Regions from separate parts of the Mus musculus genome. Here region 2 is linked to region 1. Evidence: chromatin contacts called from public ChIA-PET data. All regions are on one chromosome and are shown on one strand. The core of a region is the stretch at or near the end of the contact, and the rest is flanking DNA. Distances in the headings are between cores, read along the strand shown. Region 1 holds the start of Rbm3os (RNA binding motif protein 3, opposite strand). Region 2 overlaps Otud5 (OTU domain containing 5).

Region 1 (3,764 bases), core at 201-2,700:
AATTGTCAGTCACAGTAGGGATGAGGGAAGAATGGGCACAGGCAGGTAGGTGTAGGCAAGAGCCCAGAAATTCCTGCTGGGCACCAAATTCTGGGTGCCTCGTCCAAGCCAAGCTCCGCTGACCAGAATGGCTTCACCAGGAGCTATGGAATCCCACAAAAAGACCTGAATCCACCGGTCTCCCCTGCTACTACTTACATCTTGACTGAACTCAGGCTGACGTATCCTCCCCACTCCTCTAAGCTGCCCGACTATTAGGGCTAGACACCTCTCTCGGTCTGAGGCTTCAGAGTCCATCCCAGCAGACTCACGAGGTCCTCTCCGGTCCTCTGCCAGGCCCACAGCTCTGCAGACTCTACTACCTAAGCCCAGAGCAGGTCAACCATCCACAGGTGGCTTCTCCGCCTCATGCAGGACCAGTCGTCGCCTCCCAGGCAGCCCGGCTCTGTCTGCCGCTGCCCTCCACCCCCTAGAACAGAAGGCAGTCATGCTCCTGTGAGTGGCCACGCTGCCCCTGGCAGACATAGAGGGAAAACAGAAAGAACGAAGAAAGTGGCAGACAGGGAGACGGCCCCTGTGCAGGCAGGAGGCCTCACCTCTCCATTCATAGCTCTCATCGCATCTGAGGCATGCTCTGGGTTTGTGAAGGTGATGAAGCCAAAACCCCGGGATCTTTGAGTCTCCCGGTCCTTGACAACAACCACTGGGGGAGGGGCAGAAAGACAAATGTTAGAACCCTAACATCTAAGTAGAAAGTAATAGCCAGGCACAGCCACAGATCAAATAGCACTTGGGAGAATTAGGACCCCGCCAACCCCCCCGCTCCTGTTTAAAAAAAAAAAAATCCTGTATCCAACTGAATTTATTTCAGCCTAACCGTTACCGTACAGACATGGAAGTTAAAGAGAATTTCAGGTTTTAGTTCTAGACTAGCTCTTCTCCACCAACCCTCAACCCCGGGGCTGGTCCATGGCTCACCCTCAGAGATAGGCCCAAAGCTGCTGAAGTGGTCTTCAAGTGCCTGTTCATCGGTGTTGAAGTTGAGCCCTCCTACGAAGAGTTTCCCTTCTTCAGACGACATGGCAGAAGGCAAGTCCTAAAGGGAGTGCACGAATTATTGGGGAGTCAATGTGGCAGGTAGTGAGGTGTACAATATCCGGATACAGAGAATTACAGCGAAGACAGAAAATGGGTTAAAAGAGACAATTCAAATGGCAAGAGGCTCGGGAGCAGAAAAGGCGGGAACCAGCAAGGCTGGGTGAGCCCATCCGCCATTTGATGACTCCTATCGCGCATGCCCACAACATCCCAGGCTGCCACGCCCGTCATTTTGTACGGTCGCGCAGGCCTACAGCAGCATTGCATTTCCTCTTTCCCCGCAGAACAAGATGGCGGCGGTCACGTGGGAAGGGACAGCCGGTACAGGTTGGCGCGTGGTCCCCGCCGCCGCCCGAGCCCGTGCCTTCCGGCATTTCTCCCGTTCCGATGCAGCACGCCCGCCTCACAATGAATACATTTTTGCCTTCGAGCCTGGGACTAACCCTCCTCAAAGCTCAAGCCCACATATCAGCGGCCACAACTCTTCCTGCCCTCGTCCCTCGCCCATAGAGGGCAAGGAAGTGAGGTGGGGAACGAGCGCTGAGCAAGGCGAAGGCGCTTACCTGGAAATTAAAAGTCAGAGGACGGCAGAGACGACGAGCTCGAAGGAACCGGGAGAACAGAGAGACTGCGGCGCGGGAAGACGCCTGATAAAGCGTGCGTAGCCGAGACGTCACACAACGTCCCCCAGCGCGCCCTGGCGTGCGTGCTCATTGGTTGAGGCCAGCGGGGGGGGGGGGTTGGGAAGAGGACGAGGAAGGCGGAGGCAGCAATTTGCCTCGCCGCTTCCGGGAATCGAGAGGAGCTTTATGAGTTCAGTGCGTTCTCCTATAAGCATCTCCTTTCTGCCCGAGAGACTGGCCCCCTTTCCATCTCAAACGGTTGGATCCATAGAGCCTTTTCCTCCCTGACGTCATTTTCAGTGTTTTTGACGTCATCTCTCCCTTTCCATAGGAAGTCCTAACTGACAGTAGGTCGGTGCCAGCGAACTGCCGTCCTCAGAAACCAATCTTTTCTTTTTAGACCTTTAACTGCATATCCCTTAAGGCCCCGAGGCCTTCAGAGTTCTTCCTGTCAAACCTTACATTTCCGAATGCTTAGCCCCTCCTCCTAACATATAGCTGTGTGTTAGCGGACTCCTTCCCTTGGTGTCATCCTCTGACTTAAGTTTGCATCCTTATCTGACAGTCTCTTTACGCCTGATAATGCGTTCAGCAAGCCAGGTAGCCTAGCTTCAAAGGATGCAAATCTCAATCCACTAAACGAATTTTACTCTCTATTCGGGATACTGGGTCTTGATCGAAAGGATGAACTTTTGCAGTACATAATGAAATCCATAGCAAGTAGTGTCTAAGTCCACTGCCTGACGATGTGATCTTTCCCAGCCTTCAGTGCCTAATAACTTGTTTGCCTCCAGGAACTCTACATTGTTGACTCCTAGAATAAATTTGTTCAACATTGTAAAGGCCTGCCTCCCACTCCTCCACCAACCCCACCACAAATCGATTTGCTACCCTTTGGATGCCATTCATCTGTAATTCCTGGTAAGCTTATTCCCACATTTCTCAGTGATTTTCATGGATTTTTATTAAATTTGTAAGTAGTTATCTTTAGTTGAATACTTTTTGTTGTTCTAATATTTCTCACCCTGTGGTCTGTCCCTCACTGTATGCTCAGGTCACCCTGGAACTCATAAAACTTTTGCCTCAGCCTCTTCAGTGCTGGGATCATCACCACAACCAGCGTGTCTGTACTTTTAAAGAAATCCTCCCTGCCCAGGTCCCAAAGATACTCTTCTGCAGCTTATTACGTTAGCTGTATACTTTTGCTTTTAGTTTAAGGTCCTCAGTCCTTCTATAGGGTTCAGCTCAGTGGCAGAGTGCCTTCCTAGTATGTGCAAGTCCCTTGGCTTATATCCCAACAAAGAGAGAGAGCTGTGTCTGCTTTTACTGTGCCATTGAACCAGATGCCTCATCACCATCTATCAGAAAACTGAGGCAGGGTTGTGAATTGGAGCTTTAACAAGTTCCAGGCTAACTTTAGCTAGCCTATGGTGAGACCCCGTATTCAAATAAGCAAACAAAAATTGGATGATTTTTGAAATTGCATTTAATGTAGAGTTGAGAATAACGTCATATTACGTGAGGGTTTAAGGTATGTGCACACTGATACTGTTCCCATTAAGATCTGGCACTTTAGTTGGGTATGATAACTTAGACCAGAAATCCTAGCACTTGGGGAGCCTGGAGCAGTAGGTTCTTGCATTTAAGGCCAGCCTGGGCTACCTAATTAGTTACACCCATCTGCCAAACTCCCAAGAAAAACGCCAGACAAAAGAATTGGAGCCTAGTTCTCTTGCCCCTTGAGTATGGACTGGACTTAGGGGAGCAATTATAATGTGCAAAATAATTGAAGCACAAGTCAGAGTGTGTCGTGACTGGGTCGCTGAAAGGCACTTTGGTTTTCTGTTCTCTCATGCAGGCTGAGCTTTCTGTGACATGTTTGCTGGTTTATCAAGAGCAGTCCTAAAGAGGGGACTAAAGTGACACGGAACTGTGATATACTGCCAAGAGGTACAGGAACAGGCCTTCCTAGAAGTGGATCCACACCTACACTACTGTGTAGGCTGACACCTGGATGGATGGTATATGAATGCTATGAATCAG
Region 2 (3,907 bases), core at 1,361-3,860, 280 kb before region 1:
ACAGAGGTGGACTATAGCTGGGGGAATCCCCTCCCAGCTGGACCCTGGAAAAAAGCAGGTGCATATGGGCAAGTGCAGTGTTAGCAAGAGGAGGAGTTTCAGTTTCTTTCAAAACATTTTCTCTGAATTCCCCCTGTATTTGTGGGTCCAGTGGGCCACTCTTTCTCCCACCTTGTACCCCTCCCCAGGAAGTGCATCCTGGCCCCCACATGCTAACCTGGGAGGGCTAGGAAAATTAGAAAACCTAGTTGATATTAAGTAATGATATGCTTGGGGCTGGTGAGATGGCTCAGCAGTTAAGAGCACTGACTGCTCTTCCAAAGGTCCTGAGTTCAAATACCAGCAACCACATGGTGACTCACAACCATCCGTAACGAAATCTGACGCCCTCTTCTGGAGTGTCTGAAGACAGCTACAGTGTACTTACATATAATAGATAGATAAATAAATATATATATATTTTTAAAAGTTATAATATGCTTTACCTATTAAAGGGTTTTTTTTCCTCTCTTGGTGGGGAAGTACTGTTTGTATTTCCTTGATCTAGAGATCATCATCATCATCATCATTATTATTATTATTATTATTATTATTATTGATTTCTCTGTGAGCCCTAGATGTCTTGGAACTCACTCTATAGACCACCCTGGCCCTGAACTCACAGAGATCACTTTTGCCACCCAAGTGCTGGGATTAAAGGTGTATACCACCACCAACTGGCTGCGATCCGTATTTTACTTCGTGTTAATGATTAAGCTATAAGCTGGGTATGGCACACCTGTAACCCCACACTTGAGAGAGGAAAGGAGGAGGATTGTTGTGAGGTTGATGCCAGCTTGGGCTACAGATCGAGTTCTATTCCAGCCAAGTGTCTCAAACTAAGAAAATAAAAGTAAAAAATTAAGGAACAGCTTATAATGAGTCAATAGGTGGTCCCAAGTGACATTTCCCCATCCAAGGTGTTTTCTAATAGAATCTGGGATGAGCCTATAAGTATTATAACTTGCCTGTACCCGAGGACCCAACATAAAAAGTCAGTATTATTACTTTGATAGGAATTTGGTTGTTAGAGTTTTGAACAAAGGCGCAAAAGGTCGGCGTTTGGACCATTGCATTCTTCAAAAAGAACTAGTAGGGCAGGGCATGGTGGCACTCGCCTTTAATCCCAGCACTCGGGAGGCAGAGGCAGGTGGATTTCTGAGTTCGAGGCCAGCCTGGTCTACAGAGTGAGTTCCAGGACAGCCAGGGCTACGCAGAGAAACCCTGTCTCGAAAAAAACAAAAACAAACAAACAAAAAAGAACTAGTAGTGCTTGTAATAGGAGGGGTAGACCTCCTTTTTGCTTTTGGGGCTTTTCTCTGGGGGAGGAAGTGCAACAGAAATGAGGAAGGGCTTAAGAAGCAATTCTCTCAGCACTCTAGCTGACTGCTGGGTCGCTAGCAGTATGATAGGAGTTGCTGTCCTCATGACAAATGGGGTGTCTGGTTTTGTTTGTTTTGTTGTTTTGAGACAGGGTCTCTATATAGCTCTAGCTGTTCCTGTACTGGAACTCTATGTAGACTAGGCTAGCCTTGAACTCACAGAAAGCCTCTGCCTTCTGAGTGCAGGGAATATGTGCCAGCATTCCTGGCCTGGAGTGCCTGGTTTTGACTACTGTTTAGGCTTTAGGTACTTGACAGATGTCTTGTAGTCCCATCCCCATACTGAAGATTGAACCTAGCATGCCATATTCTCCCATAGAAATATATTTCTATCTCTCCTCTCTAGTCTTTACCATTTTAAGTGGAGAAGAGTTACTGTCCCCACTTATGGATGAGGGCATTTCAACTCAGATGAAAGGCCTTGTCCAGTGCCGCACAGCTAAGAGGTGGCATGGACTTTCACCAGACCCCAAGGCAAGATAAAGGATTCCCAAATCTGGCATCTAGCTCTGACAAATAGAAATCCCAGGCCTCTAAGTTACCTTCTGTAGGAGATCCATGTTTCCCATTAATTTGGCCCAGCTCACTGAGCCTGATAGCCCACCCCATTTAACCCTTTCATTCCCATCTTAGTTCCTGTTTATGGCAGCTGCAGACTGCACTGCCTCCAAACTGAGCCTACAAAAATAGCTCCTCTAGCACCCTAGGCAGCCACAGCAGCCTCTGTGGTCCTGGCTTCTAAGAAAGGCAGCAGCAGCCCCCCACCCCACCCCCAGCTTGTATGCAGGACATGTGATTTACTGGAAGTACTTAGGGGGGAGTGTGGCCACAGAAGCCACATCCTTGTTTACATCGGTGAAGGGGCTACCCCTTCCTGCCTTCACAGCCCCTTCTCCACCCCTCAGGTATCGTCACCTCTGGGATGACTTGAGGCTGGAGCTACCCACTTTCTCTCTCAGTGCAGCCTTTGATTCCTGTATTATACAGAACCCTCATGGAGGGAATCACTGGGCAGTGAAGACCCCTGGCAAGTCTTCAGAGAAATAGACTGGCAGGCTTGCTTGGTGGGCACGTTCCCATTCCTAGCATTCCCTGCCCCTGTGCCCTAGGGGGATCCCATTAGAACTGTGTATCTCTGGGGAAACACAGGGAAATTCCCTTTTCAAGGCAGCCAGTGAAAGTCAGGTTTGCTTAATCTTCAAGCCCACATTAATTAAGAAACTCTTGCTTCCTGTGCCTCAGCATATATGACTGCTCAGCAAACTGTACTCAATTTCTTTTACTATATCAGGTCCTGAGCTGCCGGTGGGCTTAGGTGTGAGCTGCCCCTTATCTTCAGTGGAGGCTTTGTGTAATCAGTCTGTGTACACCTTTGAGTTGGATGGTAGAGGAGTTCTACCACTTTACACAGACTGTCCACATTGTCCACAAGAAACCTGTCAGGTCACACCTGTTTGTTTTCCACTTCACAGAGGAGGCATAGGAAACTCAGAGAGTCATTTGTCTCTGGCTGTTTACCTCACTAGTTACTATTTGGCAGAACTTAAAGTGTTTTCCTTCCCTTCAGTTTTTAAAATTCTAATCATAGCCATGTGTGTTGACGCACCTCTTTAATCCCAGCACTAGGAGGCAGAGACTGGTAGGTAGATCTCTGGAGTTCAATGTCAGCCTGGTCTACAGAATGAGCTTCAGGATAGCCAGGGCTACTCTGGGAAAGAAAGAGTGGGGGCCAGGAAGGAGAGAGGAAAGGAAAGGAAAGAAAAGATTCTAATCATGGTGGTAGCCTTTAATCCCATCACTAAGAAGGCAGAGGCTGGCAGAACTCTGTGAGCTTGAGGCCATCCTAGTCTATGTATCAAGTAGCAGAGCAGTCAGAGCTATAGACTGAGACCCTATCTCAAAAAAAAAAAAGATTCTAATCTTTTTTGTGGTGGTGGTAGGTATTGAATGTAGCGTTTGGTTTGGCTTGAAATGGAGTTTTACTAGATCTCAGGTGATCTAGGCTTTGAACTTGGCAATTCTCTTGACTCAGCCTTGATTATAGGTATATACTGCTCTCCTTTGTTTCCCCCACTGAGACAGGGTTTCTGTGTTTATCGCTGGCTGTCCTGGAGCTCACTCTGTAGACCAGGCTGGCCTCGAGTCCTGGGATTAAAGGCATACACCACTGTGCCCAACTTAAAAACTTTTTGTTATTTCATTTTTATTAGTGGGTATGGAGATTGGGATGGTCACTACATGTAGAGGTCAGAGGACAAGTTAAGGGAGCAATTTGGTTCTCTCCTTCAACTGTATGAGTCTTGAGGATTGTACTCTAGTGCCTTTATCCACTGAGCATCTTGCTGGCCCTTGACTGTACTACTCTCACCTGTCTACCCTATACGCTTTCATTCTTCAAGAGTGTTTGACTTTGCTACTTTTTTTTTTTTTTAGACAGGTAGCCTAGCCTGGCCTTGACATAATCTTCTGGCCATTCCACTTGCACA

The links. ChIA-PET counts read pairs in DNA pulled down with a chosen protein or histone mark.
Region 2: a contact with region 1 is called in an RNA polymerase II ChIA-PET map of memory CD8 T cells, with 158 read pairs. The contact joins the enhancer-like site here to the promoter of Rbm3os in region 1. A contact is called at or near these places in 5 of 39 promoter capture datasets (the C10 cell line, cranial neural crest, liver and 2 more), 5 of 115 datasets of contacts at active chromatin or transcription factors (T-cell acute lymphoblastic leukemia, embryonic forebrain, extraembryonic endoderm stem cells and 2 more) and 5 of 9 other capture datasets (adipose tissue, embryonic stem cells, liver and 2 more).

Annotation. Positions count from the first base shown.
Region 1 is chrX:8,143,977-8,147,740 of GRCm38.p6, forward strand. It overlaps Rbm3os (RNA binding motif protein 3, opposite strand), which reads left to right and starts at 1,451. Exons shown (of 3, transcript NR_033561.1): 1 at 1,451-1,755; 2 at 2,516-2,642; 3 at 3,580-3,764. Rbm3 (RNA binding motif (RNP1, RRM) protein 3) reads right to left here and starts at 1,904. Exons shown (of 7, transcript NM_001166410.2): 1 at 1,662-1,904; 2 at 979-1,096; 3 at 597-703. The coding sequence starts at 1,081.
Region 2 is chrX:7,863,346-7,867,252 of GRCm38.p6, forward strand. All of the region lies in intron 2 of Otud5 (OTU domain containing 5), which reads left to right. Among named protein-coding and RNA genes, the nearest start is that of Pim2, 13 kb to the right of the region's middle. Within about 2 kb of position 2,611, at least 74 of the 459 cell types and tissues checked have an H3K27ac peak or open chromatin away from gene starts, as enhancers often do. A contact at or near this core is called in memory CD8 T cells and pro-B cells, where this site is marked.